Linked DNA regions of Ovis aries: region 2 is linked to region 1. Evidence: chromatin contacts called from public Hi-C data. All regions are on one chromosome and are shown on one strand. Each heading gives the region's core, a stretch centred on a gene start, on an enhancer-like site or on the middle of the called end of the contact. The rest is flanking DNA. Distances are from core to core; before and after follow the strand shown.

Region 1 (6,528 bases), core at 2,603-5,102:
GATTTATCAAAGGCAATGATGTAGCTATACTGGGACCGTAGAAGCTTGGGTGGCTTAAGGAGCCAAATCTGCCTCCCATTTGGGATGTCAATAATAATACTGATAGAGGATCAATGACAAATCTAACTTTCTATTACAAAATCTGATCATAATATCATGATAGACATTTTTCTAAGTGTTTTTGAAGTATTAAATCATTGAACCCTCAAGTAAGCCTCTAACTATGTTATGTTCCATTTTACAGATAAAGAAACTGAAGCACAAAGGTGTGATGAAAACCCTCCAAGGTCACATAGCTGGGATCTGGGGAGGCTGGCAAGCCCACAAGCCTGTCAGACTTTGGAGCCTGGGTATTAACCACAACCTTATAGTGCCTCTCTGTGATCTAGCAATGACAATAAAGAGAGAAGAGTCCAGAGATGAAGTTTAGACATTCCAGTCCAGGGGTTGGCAGTATTTTTCTGTAAAAGGCCGGATAAATATTTTAGCCTTTGTGAGTCACATACAGACTCTGTCTCACCTACTCGATTTAGCTCTTGTAGCATGAAAACATCCACAGGCAATATCCAAGTGAATGGACACTGCTGTGTTCCAATAAAACTTTATTTAGGAAAACAAGCAATGGGCCAGAGGTATCCAACCTCTGTACTAGACAACGAATATGACAACTTCTGAGGAGCATAATTCCAGGATGGGCAGGAGTATAGGCCTGGGACTGTATTTGCTACTGTAAATTTTATTTTAAAAAGTTGCTTTTATGAAAGAGCCTTATCTATAACTTTTGAAAAACATATTAAAATGAAAAAATCTGAGATAACCTTTAAAAGGATTAGAAATATAAAACTTGCAAGCTAGTTGAGGTAAAATGGAGTGAAACATAATAGCCCAATCCAAAAGAAGGTGAGAAAAAAGAAAAAAGGCATCGAAGCACAGAAGAACACAACAGAAAAAAACATGTTTTTGTGTGAATAGACTGAGACAAAATCCTCCAGGCAGAAGATAGGGACCAAAATCCACACAAAATACACGGTTCCAAAAGACACACATGTAGGGCTAAAGAGACAAAATTCCAAAGAAAAAGAATGGAGGAAATAGAGAGCAAATGCTAACCCAGATCAGATGAGACAGAATTGAAAACAAAACATATTAAGGCAAAAGGCACATTAAGACATAAAGGGGCACTACACCATTATACAGACTTGGCTTGTGGCTCAGCTGTTAAAGAATCTGCCTGCAATGTGGGAGACCTGGGTTTGATCTCTGGGTTGGGAAGATCTCCTGGAGAAGGCAAAGGCTTCCCATTCCAGTATTCTGGCCTAGAGAATTCCATGGACTGTATAGTCCGTGGGGTGGCAAAGAGTCTGACACGGCTGAGTGACTTTCACTCACACCATTACACTGAGTGAAGATACACTGATTCTAAATTTGCATCCATATAATAATGTAGCTTGTTTTTGGCCATGCCCTTGGTGCTGAAAGCATGGAGTCCTAACCACAGGACTGTCAGGGAATTTCCTTAACGTAGTCTGCCAGTGCAGGAGATGGAAGAGACTTGCGTTCGATCCCTGGGTTGGGAAGATCCCCTGAAGAAGGGAATGGCAATCCACTCTGGTGTTCTTGCCTGGAGAATCCCATGGACAGAGGAGCCTGGCGGGCTAAAGTCCATGGGGTTGCACAGAGTTGGACATGGCTGATGTTACATAGCACACAGCACAGAGGGTCTTAAAACAGGCAATTTAATACTTGACATAACTACAAGGAAAGTGGAAAGTTCTCTAGGGCTAAGTTTTAGTACACACATCTTTCAATAATTAAAAGATCAAGAAAATGGAAAGAAACAAATATATAGATTTGATTGACCTAATAGATGTACTAAGCCTCATCTGTGTCTCCACTTTCACCTAATTATGATTGGATGTATTCCGTATCACACGTGGATTATTTATAAAACTGACCTTGTATTGGTCGTAAAGCAAGTCTCAGCAAATACCAATGAATCAGTATCACGTAAACCATGGTTTCTGATGACAATTCAATTAAGTTAGAGTCCAATTACAAAAGGCAACTAAGAAAAAAATCTCCATCCATCTAGAAATTTAAAAGAGAGATTTCCAAGTAATTCATGAATCAACGAAAAGAAAAAAAAAAAAAGTGGATGAGAAAGTACTTAAGAATAAGCAATAACACAGCATATAAACCCTTCCACAGGCTCTATCAGGACCTGAGGCAGAGACTGGCTATGGGTCATTTGTGGGGGTAGGGGAGGACACAGGAGCCCTGGCAGAGACCCCACTTGTATTTAGGGAACCAGGAGGAGAAGGGATGGCTGTTGCAGTCAGGGTGGGCTCACACTTCTCAGTACTGCCTAGATGAGGACTGGGATGGGGTGGGGTCAGCCCAGTCCCCAGGAAGCCCCTCAGCTGGGTTTCTGCAGCCCAGTAGCTGTGAACAGAGTTCCCTGGGGTCTCTCTGAGAGATCTGTCATGCAGTGCCCATCCACCCTGACAGAAGACCCAGGGTGGCCAGAGACCGAAGCAGCTGGCAGGGTGCAGCCGGGCACCCAGTCAGGCAGGAGCAGCCCTGGGGGGAGGGGGAATGCCCACTACATCTGGGGGTGGCGCCCACTCCTGGTTCAGAGAAACAGTGCTGGCCAGCAATGTCTGGGTGGTCCCATAGCAATGCAGGTGGCTCCAGTCAGTGAAGGAACATTCTAGTACAAAGACTGCCACTGGCCTATTGTTGAGGATGCTGGGGTGGTGGTGGAGAGGGTGTCTTTTCCTGCAGATCCTCCTGAGTCCTGAGCCCGCTGCCCACCCACCCGCCTGCAGGAGGAACCTAGAGCACCTCCCAGTTGGTGTCCACCCATTGCACATGCCCCTTGGGGGAGCAAGGTGCTCCAGTGAGGACAGTTCACACCCCAGGGTTTGACCTGGGCTACCTGGTGCCCAGGTGCAGACACGTGAGCGCCTCCCCTTGTTTCCCATGCCTTGTGACCCCAGGAAGGGACAGTTTGGGCTCTGTCAGTGGGGGTGTTCCAGCAGGGCGCTCTCGCTCCCCCACTTCCCTAGGACCCCAGCCTGCTCCCACCCTCCCCACCAAGGTTTGAAAAGCAGAGCCTGAGACGCCATGAGGCCGGGGAACCCGGGCCGTCAGCGGCGGGGGAGGAGGATCCCAGCGAGGTCCCTGCGGGCGGCAGCCAGGGAGGCGGCAGGTGAGCGCGGCGGCCGGAGGATGCTGCGCCGCGAGTGCTGGAGCGCGGGCTCCTGCTGCTGGGCCGGCCGGGAACTGCAGCGCTCTGTGCGGCAGCGGAGGGGAGGGGGCTCGCAGATGGGGCTGGGGACAGGGTCTACAGCTTCTCTGGAGTCCGGCAGAGGCCCACCGAGTCAGAACCAGCCTGGTGCCAGCCCGCGCCTGGGCAGAGCCTTCCAGAAGGGTCCCCGGTCCCCACAGGTCAGTGCCCCTCATCACCAGGCTATACCACAGCCGGGCCGCCCCCGGTGCCCCGCGCAGACCCCGCCTGCCCTGCTCGCCAGGCGGGCTCCTCCGAGTGGGCGGGCGCGCAGACCTTCCGGAGGTCGGGTGCGGACAAGCGCGGTGAGCAGGGTGCCGGTGGCCCGTCCGGGGGAAGGGGGCGCCCCCACTCACCTCTGCTGTCGGCGTAGAGGAGGCCCAGGGTGACCAGGGCGCCGGTCACCAGGAGCAGCAGCAGCAGCAGCCCCGCCTCCAGGAAGCCTCGGTGCTTCTGCCCCGAGCGGCCGGCGATCTCCACCATCCCCACTGGGCTCTCGGGCTTGCCCATCGCAAGTCTCTAGACGGGGAAACCGCACAGCGGAGGAGCCCCAAGGCCAAGGCAGGGGCGGCGTCCACCCGGGGTGGGGCGTCAGGGCAGCGGGGGCTGGGTGTGGCGCTAGGGAGGCCCTGCCCGAGGCTGGAGGGTGCTCGGCCCTTTTCTCCATCCCAGGTCCTGCGCCTGAGGGCTCTCCTCCCTTTCCCAGCGAGTCTGAGTGGAGCAGGCCCGGCCCTGGCCCGTTGGCAGTCCCTTTTTGAGGTTGGCCTCTCAAAGTCTGCTTTAGGGCAGAGATTGGTCTGGGGTCCCTCAGCTCACAGCTTGGGGTGGGCACGCAGGACCCAGGAGACCCAGCTCCCAAGATGTCAAGGGGCTTCTGCAGCGGATCCTGCCTGGGGCTCTTGTCCTGATTTGCAGGGATGTCCTGGAGCTGTGGGCCCCCCTGCATCAGGGACACCCTCTGGGAGGTGGATTGGGCCACTGGGCTCCCTGCTCACTGTTCCTGCCTGGAGCCCAAGGGGTCTAGGGGGAGGCGAGGGTGACTGCGGTGGCCAGGCAAGCCAAGACAGGACACGGCAGGGCAGCTTCAGCAGTTGTCCCCCCACCCTGTCACTACAGAGGGGACGCCTTCTCCAGCCGGCCAGGTGGTGACGGCCAGGCTCCGAGCAGCATGGAGGACACCCGGGGCTGCAGCTGTGGGCACGAGAGGGTGCACTGCCCGGGTCAGTGAGGACAGTTCACAGAGGGCTGCATGAGTCCCCTGTGCATGTGAGCGTACGTGTGGATGCACATGTGTGTGACTGCATGGGATGAGCGTGTGAACCTGCACATGTGCATGTACACATGTGCGCATGCCCCTGGGTGTATGTGTGTGTGTGCTCATGTGCACACCTCTGTTGCTGGCACTCAGGGCCCTGACCGAGAAAGGTGCCTGGGTCCCTGGGGAGAGTGGGCTGCCCTCCCAGCTTCAGTCCTCACGTGAGCTCATGCTCCTGATGTCGGGGCTGGGGCCCAGTCTACACCAGCACAGAGGACAGACCCAGTCTCGCCTGCTGGCAGGTAAGCGTGGCCCGAGGTTGCCCATGACTGGGTTAGCTGTTCTCAATGCCAACACGTATCCAGACTCACTGAGGGGTGAGGGGTGGGGGGTGGGTCTCTCAGCCCTCTGACATCACTGCCACACAACCCAACCAGGGAGGAGCAGCCAGGCTTCCATCACTTCTCTCTGCACCCCTCCCCTTCTGGAAGTCCTTGTTTGTGGTCCCCTTAGCCAGGCCTCCCCCGGTCTGGCCCAAGCCCAGACCTGAACTGCTTCACCACCTCATCTGTGGTTCAGCCTCTACAGTCCTTATTTCTATTCCCATTGTCCACCTCCCCATTGGCGGTGTCAGTGTGGGGATCACAGGGCTCCTTCTACCTGGTCCTCAGGACCTAGGTGGGTGCCCATGACTGTGGAGGCATCCACTGACTTGAATAAATGAACGAAAGGATGAGTCAGGCTGACTGATCTGAGCCCAACTTAGCCCCTGTGGCCCTGGTTTTGCCAGCATCTTCTCTGATCAGATCTAATGAATTTCCTCATCACTCAGTTAGTCCACTTCACTGTGTCCTGCTGACTCCAGGGGACTCCGCATAACAAAGGTAGGCATACAGTAAAAACTCTCACTGAGGACTGAGGACAAAGCCAGGTACCAACAAGGGGAGAAGCTGGGGACCCAACCTCCCTGGAGGCACAGTCATGGCATCTTCAGGCCTCTGTGGCCAGCTGGGCAGACAGGGGTCCTCACAGGAGCTGAGGGGCTGTGCTGGGCGGCTTGTCTGGGGCCTGGGCAATGGGGTGGTGCTTGGAGGGTGCTCTCCTGGCTGTGCTGCCCAGGAAAGCTGGCCTGGCAGGAAGGCCCCTCGCTCGGCTCACCTTTGGGTCACTCAGGACGGCCACCACAGACATGTCTCAGAAGGCTGAGTCAGGAGGGTGCCCAGGGGTGGGAGACAGTGGCTCCAGGCTTCTGGCCTCCTTTGTGATGCGAGCATGGATTCTCTGGAGGTGGACCCCCTCCTGCTCACAGTGGGCAAGTTCCATCTGGGTTTGGTGTGGGGGAGGGGCCAAGAGCTGCTCTGGGGACTCTAGGCTTCCTGCTGAGTGAGTGAAGTCCCTCGAGGCTGAGGGTCCCACCTCCTGCCTTTCATCCATCTTTGCTGTCCCCTGGGTTCAAAGGGGCCACAGGGCTCCTGGGAAGGAAGGCCAGGCCCTTCTCCTTACCCTACTCACCTTGGTGGAGAGGTTGGAACCAAGAACCACCCTGGTCACGGGGTTCCTTTCTCTTTTGTCTCCAGGGAGGGTCTAGTGAGGGTGCTGGGTTCTGGGGCCTTGCCGGGCTGTGAGGGGAGCAGGGATCCCTGCTCATCATGATGGGGTGGGGGTGGGGCCACCAGGAAGGGTCCCCACTCAGACACACTGGCCCCCAGAAGGCAGGTGGCCCTGACTGGGGGAACAGGAGAGGGCCTCTGGGGTTGGCAGGGGCACCCCAGTGCTTCAGTGTTGGTTAGGCATCCCTGGCCCATGATGGGGCCAGAGTCGGGGCCTCTGGGTAAAGGAGGCCCCAGTCAGAACCCAGATGTCCCTTCTCCAGGCCTGACTTTGTCACCAGCATGGTTCTGCTTCCATTTCAGAATCTCACAGATGGAAGGATCCCCTTGGGCTCCTGGGACTCTGTAAGAGTCCAAGGTTGGGGCCAGGCCAC
Region 2 (6,016 bases), core at 167-2,666, 170 kb before region 1:
TTCCAGAGGCCTGGCCTGGACTCAGGGCCTGGGCCCCACCTAGGGAGGGGTCTGGGTCCCTTCCTTCATAGAGGCTGCATGCGGGCCAGTTGAGGGACACTGTGAAGCACCTCCAGAAAGCTCCCTCTGCAGGCAGTCCTTTCCTGTCCTCAGGGCCCCTCGGGAGGTTGCACTGTGGCCGCTACCTGCTAGTGTGGTGAGGCTGAAGTAGGCGAGATCTGACACCAGCTCTACCTCTCTCCTCCACTCCAGCCACTTCTTCGCACCTGAGAGGAGAAACTGTATGCGTTATTCCTGAGGGGCTGGGGGCCGTGGGGCATGAGGGTCAGAACAATCCTCGCTCCTGCTGCCCAGGCTCAGCGAGCCCCTGACTCGCTCCCCACACTCTGCTCGCGCTCCCTGGACTCTCACGCTGTTCACTCTTTCCATTGACACCTGCCTCGCCTGGGCCCTGAGTGTCCTGAGAACCTACCCACCTGCAGCCATGCCCCCTCCAGGATCCACCTAGGCAACTGCTCTAGAACCTAGAGAACCACAAGGACAGGCAGTGTAACACAGTGACCGGGAGCTCAAGCCAAGACCACTGACCAGCATCAAACCGGAGCTCCCACACTGCTGGCTGTGAGCTCAGGTGAGTTATATCTCTGTGATCCCCATTTTTCTGTCTCTGAGGAGGGTAATGGCAACAGGTCCTCCAGGCAGGCATGTGTTAACAAAACGAGTTAATGTTCTGAAGCACGGAGAGCAGTGTCTGGCATGGAGTAAGTGAACCTGTTAGCAAAATTAATACACGGGCCATTTGTTTTGATCCTGTCGTGTTCCTCTCTTGCCCAAGGCCGGCCCATGGCCACCCGACCCCAGTGTACAGTCCAGCTTCCCTTCAGCTGCTCCGAAGGAGCCCGCTGTCGGCTGGAATCTACCCCACCCTCTTGCCCCTACACTGTACTCCAACGACCCTGCTCCACGGTAGCCTCGTGTCAGCAGAGCCGTGAATTCTTCTGCGCCTGGTGCCTGGCCTCCGCCCTCGCCCTCTGCAGCAGGGGTCAAAGACCGGAGCATCCGCTCCTTCCTTCAGCTCAGGTCTCGCGGGGCGCGCAGGGTTAGGCCGAGCCTGCAGAGGGCTGACCGGCGGGCCTGGGGCTCGTTTTCCCGCCTCGCGCCCCCACGGCCCGTACGGCCCCCAAGACCCCTGCAGCGGCCCTCACCTGCCAGGTTGTGCAGGGCGCCGCCCGCCGCGCTCCGCAGCCCGCCGCGGTAGTAGTCGTCCTTCTGCGCCGCGCGGACCACCTCCGGCGGGCTGGCGGCCGCGGAAGCCATGGTCAAGGGTCGCAGGGCCGCGGGGATCTTGGGGACCGGGGTACAGGGAGGCGACGGAGGCACCCAGATAGCCACGCCCACGAGGCGGCGCCAGATGACAACTGGGCTCGGCGTGCGGCGCAGACCTTGCGCGTCACTGAGGGCGGGGCCTGGGGCGGGGCGGGGTTGACAGCGGCGCGGTCCGAGCGGCGCGAACCTGGCCCAGGGTGCGGACGCAGGGCTGGAGGGGGCGGGTGAAGGGGGCGGGTGAAGGGGGCGGGTGGAGGGGGCGGGTGAAGGGGGCGGGTGAGCCGGGGACTGGTGAGCGGCACAGTGTGGGAAGTGACCGCGGGGACGGCCCCCAGAAACTGGGAGAGGAGTCAGAGCCACAGCAGGTGCTGACTCCCCTTGGTGGGGCACTTGGCCGCCCCCGGGGCCGGAAGTAAGGTGGGCTGTGGTCTCCCCGCTCCCTGCAGTTCTCTCTGAGGGGCGCTGGCGCCCCTGAGTTCTAATACTTGCGACCCGCCTGTGGGCCCAGGAAAGGAGCTCTGGGGCCCGGGAGAGGGCAGGGAGCGCGGATTCTTGAACCTCGGTGTTTATACTAGCGGCTGACCCACACGTGCAGACCCCCGACTCCTCTCAGCTTCTCTCAGAGCAGGGACCAAAGAGGGCCGCAGGGGTGAGGGGTGGGGGGTGGGGAGACTGGGAGGCCACGCACCAGAGGGGATCCCGATGCCCAGGCACAGGCTACAGCTGGACTTGAGCTGCAGTTCAGGGCCCAGTGAGGGGCCTGGGGAGAGGGCAGTGAGAGGAGGCAGTTGGGGTGTCCTAAGGGCTCTGGGTCTGGAGCAGGTTGTGTGTGTGTGTGTGCTTGCTCAGTCTGTCCAACTCTTTGCCACCCCATGGACTGTCACCCGCCAGGCTCCTCTGTCCATGGAATACTCCAGACAAGAATGCTGGAGTGGGTTGCCATTTCCTCCTCCAGGGGATCTTCGCCACTGAGGGATCAAACCAGTCTCCTGTGTCTCCTGCATTAGCAGGCAGATTCTTTACCACTGAGTCACTTGAGAAGTGAGCAGGCCATCAGTTCAATGACTCGGTTGTGTCCGACTCTTTTTGTCCCCATGGACTGCAGCATCAAAGTGTCTGTATGTGTGCCTCAGTTGTATGTGTGCCTCAGTGGAGGGGGTTGTAGGGACGCGCCACAAGGACCAGAGGGCCTTGTCCTTTCGGACCTAAGGGGTAGGAGAGAAAGGAGGCATGTGACCCGAGGGGGTAGGGGAACCACCAGGGCCCTGACTTTGGCTGGGAGGGTGTGGGCTGAGATGGGTTGCAGCTCCTGCCTCACTTTTGCTCCCACATGAATGTTGGTATGTGCCCAGGCAGCACAGCTCAGCTGCACGGAGCCAGCCTGGGGACAGACTCAGGTCTCGTCGGGCTCCACCAGGTGCAGGCAGGCCCCACCTAGAGGGAGGAGACAGGACCTGGGTGGTCCCACAGTCCCTCCTGCTACTGAAGCCCCAGTGACCCTTGGAGTGGTGCCCTTGTCTGTGTACCCTGGTCACAGAGGCCACCCACTGCTTTGGTTTGTAGTCTGGGGTGGACCCTCAGGCAGAGGCCAGGTGGAGACACAAGCCTCACTAGTTTCTGGCCAACTCTCGTCAGACAGGCTGGCCCCAGAGACGCCCTGGCCTGTGGGTTTGCACAGACAGTGTCCACCAGCACCAAGGTTGATTTGAAGAGGTTTTGTCCCCTTCCTCAGGGTTACCACCTGGCTCCGTCAGAACCTTGAGGGGCAGGCCTAACCTGTGTCACCTCCCCCACCGGCTGGTTCCACCTCCCTGCCCCGCACTGCATGTCCAGGTCTTCCTACCAGCACTGCCACACTGGGCAGGGCAAGGCCAGAAACTGTTACTGTGTGACTGTTCTCAGGGAAGTGGGGCCTGGGATCCAACTGGGTCCAGGCCACCCCCGGTGTCTTCACCTGCCGTGGAGCTGGTTACTTGGGGTCCGAGGGCCCTAACTGTGACTTGGGTTTTTTGGGAGCAGGGTCAGAGCCCAGAATGGCCAGCAGGTGGCGCCATCAGCCCACTTGCTCCGCCAGGGTAGCAGTAGAATTGTAGAGGACTGGGTAGTGAGTCTCACCTAAAGAGTGAATCTGGATCAAAACCAAAGAAGGAGTGAGGCTAGCAGGGTGCAGAGATGGCCACATGGCTAAGGAGAGGGATGAGACAGTTTCAGAAGGAAGTCGGGGTGGACGGGAAGTCCCAGCCTGGTCAAGAGTCAGCTGTCCTTGTCCCCTGGTGGCCAGGCAGGTTGGAGCCCCGGGCGTGCGATGGTCTTCTGCTGGAGGCCTCACCATGTGACTTCTGACCAACTCTGGCTCCTGGGACAGGAAGGGGAAGACCCGCAAGGACTTGGCCACTGGGAGCAGGCACATATCTGACTGGGTGTAGACCCCGCATGGGGCCTAGACGTCCTCTACTTCATTTGGCTCCCTTTCTGCAGAAGCAGCTGAGCCAGGGACCTGCTGTGACCTCAGCTGTGTAACCTCATCTACGGGAACTCACCTGCTCCCTCTGACACCCCTGGGCCTCAGTTTTCTGGTCTGCGGAATGGGGATGCAGATATAAGGAACTGATGCTTATAAAGTGCCTATTTTGTGTGTATCAGCAGCTGCAGGCTTGGGCAGGGCTGGGTCTGAGTCAGTGGGAGCAGGGTCCTCACCTCGCCACTGAATTCAGTCACTTCCTCACACTGTCAGATCGGTCCCTCCTTCAGGACACTTGCTATGGCCCCTCATTGAGCTCAGCATGGGGGGCAGCCCTATGCACACTCTCTTGGTTCCCCTGCTCATCTCCCAACCTCCCCCAGCCCCACCCAGCAGCCCAGTGGTCAGGCTGGCCAGCTGGTCTGTGTCCCTCTGCTGAGAGACCAGCTTCACTGGACATACCTTCTTGCTTGGGCAGCTGCTGTGCCCTCGAGCCCAGCTCAGGAATACCTGTCCAGAGAAGGAAGGAGGGGCATAGTGGGTCAGCTTGCAGCACTGGACTGTTGCCAAGGTGGTCTTGCTGTGTGACCCCCTCCTCCCGAATCTCCAGGGCATGGGGTCTTCCAAGCATGGCAGGATACCTGGCTGGGTGCACCGCTGCCCTGGGACTGGGGGTGGTCTGCTCCCAGCAGAGCCTTTCCTGGAACCCTGGATCCCCTGGCATATCCTATAATGGGGAGCAGGTGCTTCTCATCGTCTGAGGATGGCTGAGGAGCCAGTGAGGCTGAGATGCTAACCTGGGGGTGGTGTGGGGAGACACAGATGGCTGGGGACCTTGGGTCAGCTTTGCTGTCAGGCCTGGGTCCTTGACTGAGCAGGCTGTTTGTGGCACGTGGAGCAGAAGTGCGCACTGCTGCCCCTAGTGGGGCAGTGGGAATAGAGTCGGGGGTGGGCTGCTGCAGTTCCGGCCCCAGGTGTGGTGCTGGACTGGCCCAATTCCCCCTTTCCCTACAGCTGGAGGGACTGGCCGTTAGGGTGCAGCTCTCCCTGGGGACAAACCCGGAGAACAGGTTCCTCTAGCCAGCGGTGCTGCTGGGCTGGGAGTACACCTTACCCGCCAGGCAGCTGCCTTCTGTGGGTGGCCCCCCAGAACTGAGTTGGGACTCCCACCAGCCCCTGGGGCAAAGGCCTCCCCAACTCCCCCCACCCCCCGTCACAGGACCCAGAGCAGTGCCTGGCCAGGGGCTTGTTGGGAGAGGGGACGGGACAGGGGCTGCCTAGGGCTTGAGCTGGCCTGGGAAGTAATGTCGAGAGATTTCAGGGCACAGGCGCTGGCCAGGGACTCTGCCAGTGGCCAAGGCCAGTATGATTCCTTACTCAATGGGGTGCTTGGACTTGGGGGCCCTGGGCCTCTGTCAGGCTTCAAGGGAGAATGGGACAGGAATTTGCAGCTTGAGGGGCCAAGGTGGGAAGTGGTACCATCCTTGTGGCAGAACTGCGACTGAGCTCGGAGAGACCATGCCTAGTCCAAGGCAAGTGCAAGGTGAATCCCGTCTGTCTGGTCCCACATCTGGATCCTGGTGATTTTGCCTGATGCTGGGGAGAAGGTGGAGATGTGAGTGCAGCCATCATTCTAGGGCTGAGCTGGTTGATAACTAGGGCCTGGACACTAAGGGCCCAAGGAAAGGTGATCTTGGAGGACTTCCTGGAGGAGAAGGTTTTGTACTGGCATGTGAGAGAGGGGCTCCACCCAGACCAGAGGCCATTTTTCCAGCCTCCCAGGGGGAAAAGGGAGGTAAGACAAGCCAGGACCCTGCAAGGCAGGGTACCCTCCACAAGATGGAGGATCCGTGGGCACCAGGCAAGGCCAGGGAGGCCTAAAGAGGGTGGCCTGAGAAAGGCCCCTGGCTGGGCACAGGTCAGCCACACACACTCCTGTGACTCCAGCCCAGAGAGTGGCATCCACTAGGGGTGCCGCATGTGGACAGGCTCAGGGAGGTCAGTCCTGTCCTGGGAGCTCATCTGCTAGAGGCTCCCTGGAGAAGTCCCCCCCACCCCATGTCACTGTCTCCATCACAGTGTCCTCCTAACGGGGCAGACACTGGGGCTGCCACCTTTGTGCTGTAGATGTGAGCTCAGCAAGTCCTCACCAGCCTCAGCCTCAGGATCCTCACCTGCCAAATGGGGGATAGGAAGTCTTACCCACTGGCCCTGGGAGCCCCCAGGCTC

The links. Hi-C and Micro-C count contacts between places; a contact is called where the count stands out from the background.
Region 2: a contact with region 1 is called in a Hi-C map of hypothalamus, with 4 times the contacts expected there. The contact joins the promoter of PEX10 here to the promoter of MMEL1 in region 1. A contact is called at or near these places in 5 of 16 Hi-C or Micro-C datasets (blood, hypothalamus, liver and 2 more).

What each region holds. Positions count from the first base shown.
Region 1 is chr12:49,576,223-49,582,750 of ARS-UI_Ramb_v3.0, reverse strand. It overlaps MMEL1 (membrane metalloendopeptidase like 1), which reads right to left and starts at 3,852. Exons shown (of 22, transcript XM_042257377.2): 1 at 3,646-3,852. The coding sequence starts at 3,799.
Region 2 is chr12:49,742,343-49,748,358 of ARS-UI_Ramb_v3.0, reverse strand. PEX10 (peroxisomal biogenesis factor 10) reads right to left here and starts at 1,416. Exons shown (of 6, transcript XM_027975744.3): 1 at 1,206-1,416; 2 at 186-266. The coding sequence starts at 1,317.